Regions from separate parts of the Capsicum annuum genome. Here region 1 is linked to region 2. Evidence: chromatin contacts called from public Hi-C data. All regions are on one chromosome and are shown on one strand. Each heading gives the region's core, a stretch centred on a gene start, on an enhancer-like site or on the middle of the called end of the contact. The rest is flanking DNA. Distances are from core to core; before and after follow the strand shown.

Evidence for each region. Hi-C and Micro-C count contacts between places; a contact is called where the count stands out from the background.
Region 1: a contact with region 2 is called in a Hi-C map of leaf, with 2.2 times the contacts expected there. The contact joins the promoter of LOC124885802 here to the promoter of LOC107878133 in region 2. A contact is called at or near these places in 4 of 5 Hi-C or Micro-C datasets (bud, leaf and placenta).

What each region holds. Positions count from the first base shown.
Region 1 is chr7:162,923,770-162,929,060 of UCD10Xv1.1, forward strand. LOC124885802 (glycine-rich protein DOT1-like) reads right to left here and starts at 3,009. Exons shown (of 1, transcript XM_047394046.1): 1 at 2,719-3,009. The coding sequence starts at 3,009. The coding sequence ends at 2,719.
Region 2 is chr7:162,790,552-162,795,188 of UCD10Xv1.1, forward strand. LOC107878133 (chlorophyll a-b binding protein 5, chloroplastic) reads right to left here and starts at 3,227. Exons shown (of 2, transcript XM_016725034.2): 1 at 2,741-3,227; 2 at 1,381-2,143. The coding sequence starts at 2,886. The coding sequence ends at 1,492. It overlaps LOC107878131 (nuclear pore complex protein NUP133), which reads right to left. Exons shown (of 8, transcript XM_016725031.2): 8 at 3,690-4,637. The coding sequence ends at 4,095.

The DNA of each region.
Region 1 (5,291 bases), core at 1,759-4,258, 130 kb after region 2:
GTAAGAAACACACTAATTTTATTAAAAAATATTATTAAAGTAATGTTTTTAATTGAAAAAACTATTGTACCAAACACATTCAAAAAGGGAATAAGTATTATAAAAAAATAATAAATGCTCTAATTGAAAAAGAGACTGTAACTTCATAGTTACATAGATTTTATTAAAATTAAAAAAAATAAATATGCATTCTGTCCATTTTATTTTATTTTACATTTGTTGATTTAGTACTCCTATTAATAAAAAAAAAAAACTATTTAATGGGAATTGGTTTATTGATCTCGATAATTATGATTTAAAAGTATATGATTGACAACTATTATGTTGTATAGTTACTTACTGATAAGAGTAATATTGAAAGAAAATAATAAATTTTTCTTTATTTGCTAAAATAATAAGAATTTTATTTTTAGTACATGGATCAAGCAAAAAGAAAAAAAAGAAAAGAAAAAAGGTATTCTCTCAATTCTTTTTTACTTGTGTCTTTGACTTGACAAATAACTTAAGAATTTAATAAATTAAGGATAAAATATAGAAAATTTTCTTATTAATTATGTTTTAAAAATTTAATTTAGCTATTCATATGTTACTTAATTACTTGATAATAATAATAATAGTTATATTAATAATAATAATAATAATAATAATAACGAAAAAGGCTCAAAAATATCCCTGAACTATCCGAAATAGCCCAAAAATGCCCTTCTTAGATTTTTGGCTCAAAAATGCTCCTCTGTTAAATATTTGGCTCAAAAATACCCCTCCCTCTAACAGAATTCGGAAAAGGATCAAAAATACCCCTAAACTATCTGAAATGGGTCAAAAATACTCCTATGTTAAATATTTGGCTCAAAAATATCCCTCCCTTAACGAAATTAAATTATTTTAATTTTTTCGTTAATTTATATAAAGTTCATCATTTAATTTATATTTCGTCAATTTCATTAAGTGAAAATTTATATTTCGTTAATTTAGTTAATTTATATTTCGTTAATTTCTTTAAAGTTTAAAAAGATGTAAAGTGAAAATGTCTTTTTAGAATAAATGTATGTTTATTTTCCAAATCAAATTCAACCAATTTATATTATAATTCAAATACTTTTTTTCATTATCTTATTTTTAAAATTAAAAAAATACTTTTATGTAAAATAAATTAAAGTATTAGGTTAAAAAGTTAAAGTTAGGGTTTAATTCAATCGAAATAATTTAATTTCGTTAAGGAGAGGAGTATTTTTTAGCCAAATATTTAACAGAGGGGTATTTAACGAAATTAAATTATTCCGATTATTTCGTTAATTTATATAAAGTTTATCATTTAATTTATATTTTGGTAATTTTTGTAAGTGAAAATTTATATTTCGTTAATTTCTTTAAAGATTAAAAAGATGTAAAGTGAAAATACCTTTTTAGAATAAATGTATGTTTATTTTCCAAATCAAATTCAACCAATTTATATTATAATTCAAATAATTTTTTTTATTATCTTATTTTAAAATTAAAAAAATACTTTTATTTAAAAAAATTAAAGTATTAGGATTAAAAAGTTAAAGTTAGGGTTTAATTCAATCGAAATAATTTAATTTCGTTAAGGGGAGGGGTATTTTTGAGCCAAATATTTAACAGAGGGGCATCTAATGAAATTAAATTATTTCGATTATTTTGTTAATTTATATAAAGTTCATCATTTAATTTTTATTTCGTTAATTTCTTTAAGTGAAAATTTATATTTCATTTATTTATATTTCGTTAATTGCTTTAAAGATTAAAAAGATGTAAAGTGAAAATACCTTTTTAGTATAAATGTATGTTTATTTTTCAAATCAAATTTAATCAATTTATATTATAATTCAAATACTTTTTTCCATTATCTTATTTTTTAAATTGAAAAAATATTTTTATGTAAAAAAATTAATGTATTGGGGTTAAAAAGTTAAAGTTAGGGTTTAATTCAATCGAAATAATTTAATTTCGTTAAAGGGAGGGGTATTTTTGAGCCAAATATTTAACAAAGGGATATTTTTGACCCATTTCAGATAGTTCAGGGGTATTTTTGATCCTTTTCCGAAATCCATTAGAGGGAGGGGTATTTTTGAGCCAAATATTTACTGGAGAGGTATTTTTGAGCTAAAAATCTAACGAGGGGCATTTTTGAGCTATTTCAGATAGTTCAGGAATATTTTTCAGCCTTTTCCGTAATAATAATAATAAAATAGTAATAATAATGTGAAAAAAGTTATAAATCTTTCGTGATTTACTAAAATAAATAAGAAAGAAAAATAATTAATTTTTAATATTAGAAATAAGTAAAAAGGAATAAGTAATCTAATAAGAAATAAGAAGAGATTTATATTAAAAAAAAATACTATGTATAGTTCAATTACAAAGTCTCAAATAAAAATATCATAAAAAAATAAATGAAGACAAATGTAACATATATGCAAAATAAATAAACATATGTAACTATTTAATTACATTAAAAATTTTGGGAGGACTACCAAAAAAAAAGGAAATCCTCCCTTGTATATAGTAGTAAAATAACTCCACTAACAACTCTCAAACTTAATAGCCACAAAATTATGAATCACGATTTATTTGATGAAAAAGGCATCATGAAAGAATATGATTTAATGATAATTGGCTTTATTTCTGTACTCTATACTGGTGAAAAACATTCGGTGAAAATGATGCTAAACCGGGAGCCTATAAAAAGAACTTTATTTAAACTTCAATTGGATTAATTGCCTCCACATCTCCATGGCCTTCCCCTGCTCCCACACCAAATCCACTACTGCCATCTTCGCCTCCTCCTCCTCCTCCACCTCCGCCAGTACTACCTCCTCCATTGCTACCTAATCCACCCCCATAGCCGCCTCCTATTCCCCAGCCAAATCCACCATTCGCACCTCTTCCTCCTCCTCCACCACCACTTCCTCCGTCACTACCTCCAGCACCATAGCCACCTCCAATTCCCCAACCAAATCCACCATCCTCCGCCACCACCTCCTCCATCGCTACCACCACTACCAAAACCACCGCCTAATCCCCCACCAGATCCACTATTCTCACCTCATCCGTCACCGCCACCGCCACCACCTCCTCCTCCTCCCCCTCCACCGCTGCCAACACTACCACCAATAATTTGTTCTACTCCGCTGATGCCAGGGAGGGATGTTCAGGGCTGGAAACTGAAAAAGGTTCCTTGCATATGTCGCTTGCACGAAAACACACACAGCAAACAAAAGAATCAACCTGCTACTCATCATCTCATTTCTTGTTAACGCTGCACCAAAAAGTCGCAAGCCTCGTTAGTAAGTACTATTACAAATATTTGGAAAAAGCCACAAAATTCTGTTTTTTTTTTTTATTGGAAAATTTAACTGTCTAAACTCTATCTATCGTTAGCACAATATAAGAATTAATTAAAAATGTGATTGTGTAGAATTAACAAGAAATTAAAATGAGAATGGCTTCTTACTTGGCTCTTACACTCGTATGTGTTTTGAGCTCAAGTGACCTGAGAGAACAGCTAAGCACTTCGATGAATAATATGAGATGTTTAGGAGGATTTAAATACTATTGATTAGTGGTAAGAGTAACATACATTGTTAATGTGGTCAAGAAGAATTAAGATCAAGACTAACGTTATGGTAATTAATTGTGTGAGAAAAACGTACATGTTCTATTAGACACTTCACACTAGTATGATTTAGTAGCCATTAAGGATTAGTACTGCTGTACAAGTAAGATGAAATATCCAGTACCTGAAAAATAGGTTAATGAGTATAATAGTTCAACTCAGCTTACATAAAATCTACAATATATATATATAAAAAAAAAATTATAGAAGTTCTTCCCGAAAAAAAGAAATTTATTTTATTCCGAATAAAATTATTGTATAAGTATTAGAAGGGATTCTAATCGCATAGTGATAAGAATTGTTGCAGCATAACAAGGTTATGAATTCAAACTGTTTAATATTCTCGTAGAAATGTAAGATATTGCATATAAAAAATTTAATGTGATTAGGAGATTAATCTACAATATTATTTTGATATATGTGAATATTAACTCCATATTGAGATTACATAGCATCCAATTCCATTTATTTGCTAAGAGGGTATTTGGATCGACTTATTTTATGTAGTTTTGACTTTTAAACTCTTTTTTATTTTTGGAGTTGTTTGGGAAGCTTTCTTTTAGGCTGGAAAAAAAATACAAAAATGAGTTAAAAGCCAAAGTTGGATATTACTAACTTATTTGGTCTGATCAATTTGAATTACTCTTATGTCTTATAGTTTGAATTACTATATTTCTATTTCTAATATGAATCTCGGTATCCATTGAGAGAACTAAATCAATAAAGGAAAAAATAATAAATATAGGCATATTTAAAAAAAAATTCACATTCCCAAGAAGTAATCAAGTAAACCATTAACAAGCAGTTCCATGAGCATCTAAAGAAAGAGTAAACCTCGCTGATTTTTAACGCCCAGATCATGATATAAAATAAGTCGATAAAGTATAAATTTAATTTCAAAAATTTGAAAGCAGTAAATGCTCAATATGTGACTCACCCGATGTCCTTATTCTACAAAGTATCTTGTTATACAACCACTACATTTATATCCTTTATTTCTCATACAAATTGATCCTTAACATGAGAATTTTCAATGCTACAACAATACCAACCACAATTGAAACACTAAACTCTCTGTTTGAATGGTGGTTTGCCATGGTATGATATAGTATAGTTATTAAGAAAATCATGTTTGTTTTGATTGTTTCTTAAAATATATGATATGACATGATTTAATCTCATGGTTTGATAACCATGAAAATCCCTGTAATCACCGATTTGGTGGTATCCCATGGTTTGCTTATTTTTTTCCCAATTATACCCTTACTTAATATTCAATAATCTTATTTTTCCCTTCATCTTATATTATTTAACTCCATCTCCTACTCCGACCTCTCACTCCACCAGCCTCACCCCACCCCACGCCCACCAAACCCCCACCCAATTTTTTTTTAATTAATATTTTAAAAACTTGTTCTTACCCAACCCACCCCCATCACCTACTAGCCCTCATTCCTTCACCAATTTCTTTTATATTTTAAAATTTATTTTTTAAAACTTTCAAGAAAATTTTCTTACCACCCCCACCCCCTACCATCTTCCCCCTCCCCCCCAATACCACACACAAAAAAAAGAATTAATAAATTTTTTTTAAAAAAATTAAAACTTTTTTTTACCCCCACCCCCTACTCCACTAACCTCACCCCTAAATATT
Region 2 (4,637 bases), core at 1,977-4,476:
AAGATTATTTTACCTCACTATCCTTATTAATTAATGTTTAGAATGAAATCTTGAAAAATCATTTGAAGAATAACTAATTAACGATAAAGGTTATTTGAGAAAAAAAAAATTGTAATGAAAATTTATTTTAAAAATAAATAATAAGTAAGAATGAACGGAGGAACTAATTTATAGATAATAATTTCACTCTAATTTCAGAAGAAGCGGTAAATCGAGCTTGGAAAATATGTTTTTAGGTCCTAAAATCCAATTGTAGTCTGGATGAGGTATAGAAATGAAAAGAAATAATTTTTTTTAATGTAGGGTCCATATTTACATGGCAATAAATAAGTTATTTGTCATATTATTTCCTTTTAAATGATAAATGTAGTTTGGTGACTTTTAGAAAATAAAAATTAAAGTTGAGTGATACTTTTGATAGAAAGCAGATAATTTTTAATAATTCAATTATCTTTTGAAATATTAACTCGAATAAATTATGTAGCTTTAGACATAGCTTTGTTGATTCTAAAACTAAATTTATGTCTTGTAAGACATAAGTTATCAGTTTTGAACTCTTATGCCTTATGTCTTATAAGTGTTGAAGGGCAAAAATTTAGTCACCTTTTTATCACTGTTAATGTCAAGTCACTGTTTTTTAATACACAAAATGTTGAAGAGCAAAAATTAAAAAACAGTCTAAAATATAAACATTCCTTGGAATAACTTGGAGAGAGTTTAAATGGGTTGAGCTAAACATCATCCACATACAAAATTATCTTGTGCAAAACCGTAAAATTTTAGGTGAATTGAATGGACCATCAATGTTTTAGCCATAGTTTACTCCCTTGATCAGGGATAAGGCATGGAAAGGAGAAGTGAACCAATGTACTAAATCAATTTGGGACTTCCATTTTACGAATCGTTAATTATAAGTGTTTTTAGTATTAGTTATATAATAATCTTTTTTTTCTATTTAAACTGGTTATAGAAGATTATTTAACCAATCATTTATTTTCTTCTTTCTTCTTTTAGGGAGAGGGTTCATCCAAAATTTATAGATTAACTTGAACACACGGGGAAATATGTTCTTTATCAAAAGTAATTCTGCATTGTGGTTCAAAATCTGAGACCTTTGATTGAGTGGATGATATTTCGCAATCCTACATACATCCTTTCACTAATACAAATTCAATATTTTTATTTGAATTTGACATATACCATATTAACACATTATGGCATTTCTGATCGACTCCCATTGGTGAGAATATTGAAAGAAGGTTTCTAATCTAGCTTTGGAAGCTAGTGGACAAATCAGTAACCAAAATGTGATAACTAAAAGGGAAGATTATATTTAGGGGTACAAAAAACAAAACTAGAACAGTGAGAAACATTACTATATGTTGGTAAATATCAGAGCATGTTAAATAGAGCATCAAGGTACAAGGCAATCTTTGACAAGCATAAAACTTCATTAGCCCAAAGTTTACAGATTAGATAGCCCTAATTACTTCACTTTCCGGGAACAAAGTTTGTGGCGTAAGCCCAAGCGTTGTTGGCGACGGGGTCATTAATGTGGTCAAAGAGGTTCTCAATTGGGCCCTTTCCAGTAACAATGGCCTGAACAAAGAATCCAAACATGGAGAACATTGCCAAGCGTCCATTCTTGATTTCCTTGACCTTCAATTCAGCAAAAGCCTCGGGATCATCAGCCAGACCAAGTGGGTCAAAGGCACCTCCTGGGTAGATCTTGTCAAGACCCTCACCAAGTGGGCCTCCACCAACCCTGTATCCTTCAACAAAGCCCATGAGAACAACTTGGCAGGCCCAAATGGCGAGGATGCTTTGGGCGTGGATAAGGTTTGGGTTGCCGAGGTAGTCAAGTCCACCTTCTGAGAAGATTTGGGATCCAGCTTTGAACCAAACAGCCTCACCAAATTTGACACCGTTCTTGGAAAGTATTTCAGGGAAGACACAGCCCAAAGCACCAAGCATGGCCCAACGGCAGTGGATCACCTCAAGCTCACGGTTTCTGGCAAACGTCTCTGGATCAGCCGAGAGTCCAGCAGTGTCCCATCCGTAGTCACCTGGGAATTCACCAGTGAGGTATGATGGGGTTTGCTCAGAGAATGGGCCCAAGTACTTTGGGCGGTCTTCTCCGTACCTATTTCATCATTAATCAGGTGTTATTAAATATTTTTCTCTTCTCTGTGTGTTAACTGCAGATTACATAATAGTGTAAGCATATTGTGCCTTGTGGGAGTGCAGATAAAGATGTTACATCTTTGAAGAAAGAGGCAGATGTAGAGCTTCCTGCTGAAGAAGTCATACAAGAGCTTGTTTTGTAAGAATATTTGGGTACAGCGATGTCATTTTGAAAGATAAGTCAAGGTTATAATTCGTTAAGCAATAGTGTTGTCACACACTGATGCATTTATGTGACTTAATTTTTTGTATAAGTAGTAACCATTCTTTTTGTTATTATCTGTTTGACTCTTGTACCTCCATTACTATCTATTGTTTTATCTTGAGCCGAGTGTCTATCGAAAACATAATAGTGTTTTTGAAAATAATATGATATGTGCGTATATAGACACTTCAATTTAATATGTACTAAAAATCATGAAATTTCACACGAATTCCAAAAAATATCAGGTGATTTCTTCTTACCATGTAACACAACATGAAGATTATCAAAAAATAGTACTAGTATAAAAGGTATGAATGGAGAATTAGATTTGAACTATAATTAAAGAAATACCAGATGCTTTGAGGAGCACTTTTGACAGTACGCCTCATGGTAAAACGGCCTCCATTGAAGCTGCCAATTTTCTTAACAAGCTCATTCTGTGATTTACCAACTGCCTGTCCAACAAATGCTGATTGTTGAATTGCAGATGTGGCCATTTTCCTTAATTTGCTAATAGAGAGAAAAAAAGCTCTTCTTTTACTACCTTCTTCTTTCTGATATGAGAGGGAAGAAGAGTGAACTAGGGGCTATATATGCAAATTAATGGATTTTTGAGGATTACAAGATGTACAACTCAGCAATGGCTGATTGGTTCTTGTTATGTATTTGGATTTCCCTTGTGATTTTCATATGGTAGACAGAGGCCTCCGTTCTGCCACGTGGCGTTGCTACATCCGTTGAGGTGAGATTTTCTCTCAGTTTCAGATATGTTTTGCCACTCAAGAATTTTCTACGGTGGGTCACAGACGAACAGTCATTATTTCAAAAGAATCTTTCGCAAACAAATGTACCAAGTTTACAAGAACCGATCGATAATGTGACAACTTGTAATTTCCAGCTCAGCAAATGGAAATTATTTTATGTGGGTATTAATCTGATATGGAATTAGGTTGTAATTTTGGTGTAGCAAGACGTTTAGGATAACGCAAGAGATTAAAAAAATATTAAAATCAACTTTATACATGAATAATTTACCTTCTAACCGGCCACCAAGCGATCATAATAGTTTAAGGATTTTTAACCTATTCATTCATTTTCTTATTTTGAATATGTGGGGGTAATTTTGATCCTTCTCCCATCACGCCCCATATCAGGTGTGAATAGCGTTATTCTGTCAAGAAATGCACTCTTTTTGCTATAGATGTACAAACAACACAATCCATACGAAATGCACTGTTTATTTTTCCTTTTGAAAAACTCAGTAGAACTCTCTGAAACTCAGATGCCTGACAAGTAGTTATGATCGGCAAAGTCAAAATACCTTGGATATGTGATAACACGCAGTATACCTGACTGACAGCAAAACAGACTGCTAGGAAAGTAGGCAAATCATAAGTACATTTTAACTAAATTTACAAGGCGAAATCTCCTTTGCTTGGTGGACAGAGAACTTTTGAACTCTTAAAAGAACCAAAAATCTTCTGACACTGCTCATCAATCATTCTACCAACGTCATTGAACCACCAAGCACTCACCCTATATTGATTTAACTACAACGAGCACTGATACATGAACATGACTGCCATATACAATTTCATCTTCAGTGTTAAAAAACTGCAGATCAAGCTGCTCAACCAGCAAAGAAACATTCAAATTATGCAGGGTAAGCACAAATTTCCCACAATCATTCAGAATGCTAGGACAATTACTCCATTGGGGTAGGTTCCTCCTCTTCCACAATACTAATAGTATTGGAGTGAACACTTCCTAGCATAACTGCTGTCAGCATCAACTTGCCGGCCTCAGGATAATCCTTGTGCTGCATCAGGATTGTTTCCACCGAGGATCCCATGTTCTTCAACGTCACTTGCTCAGAATTTTCTGGCCTCAGTGGCAGCGCTTCCTGGAAATTGCCCTCAAAAGTTTCAGCTTTGGGGCCATAGCACCTGCTGGAAGCCTGGAAAAGGATGGTGTCCTTTAGAATGCTCAAAGTCTCCTCATCACCCCACCCCTCATCTACTGATGCTTGATACAGCCTCTCCCAGTCGTCTTGATTGGAGGCATTTCTCCAGCAATCCTCCAAGAGGCTTGCGTTAGACTTGATAAAAGAGGAGCTGGTCCATGCAAAAATGTCAAAAACTCTCAATGAAAGCTCCCTATCCTGAATTTTAAGGCACAATTCAATAAGGTCCACCGGAGGAAGAAGCCGCTGGCTAATATTTTGCCTTTCACCGTCAGGAAGGAGTTT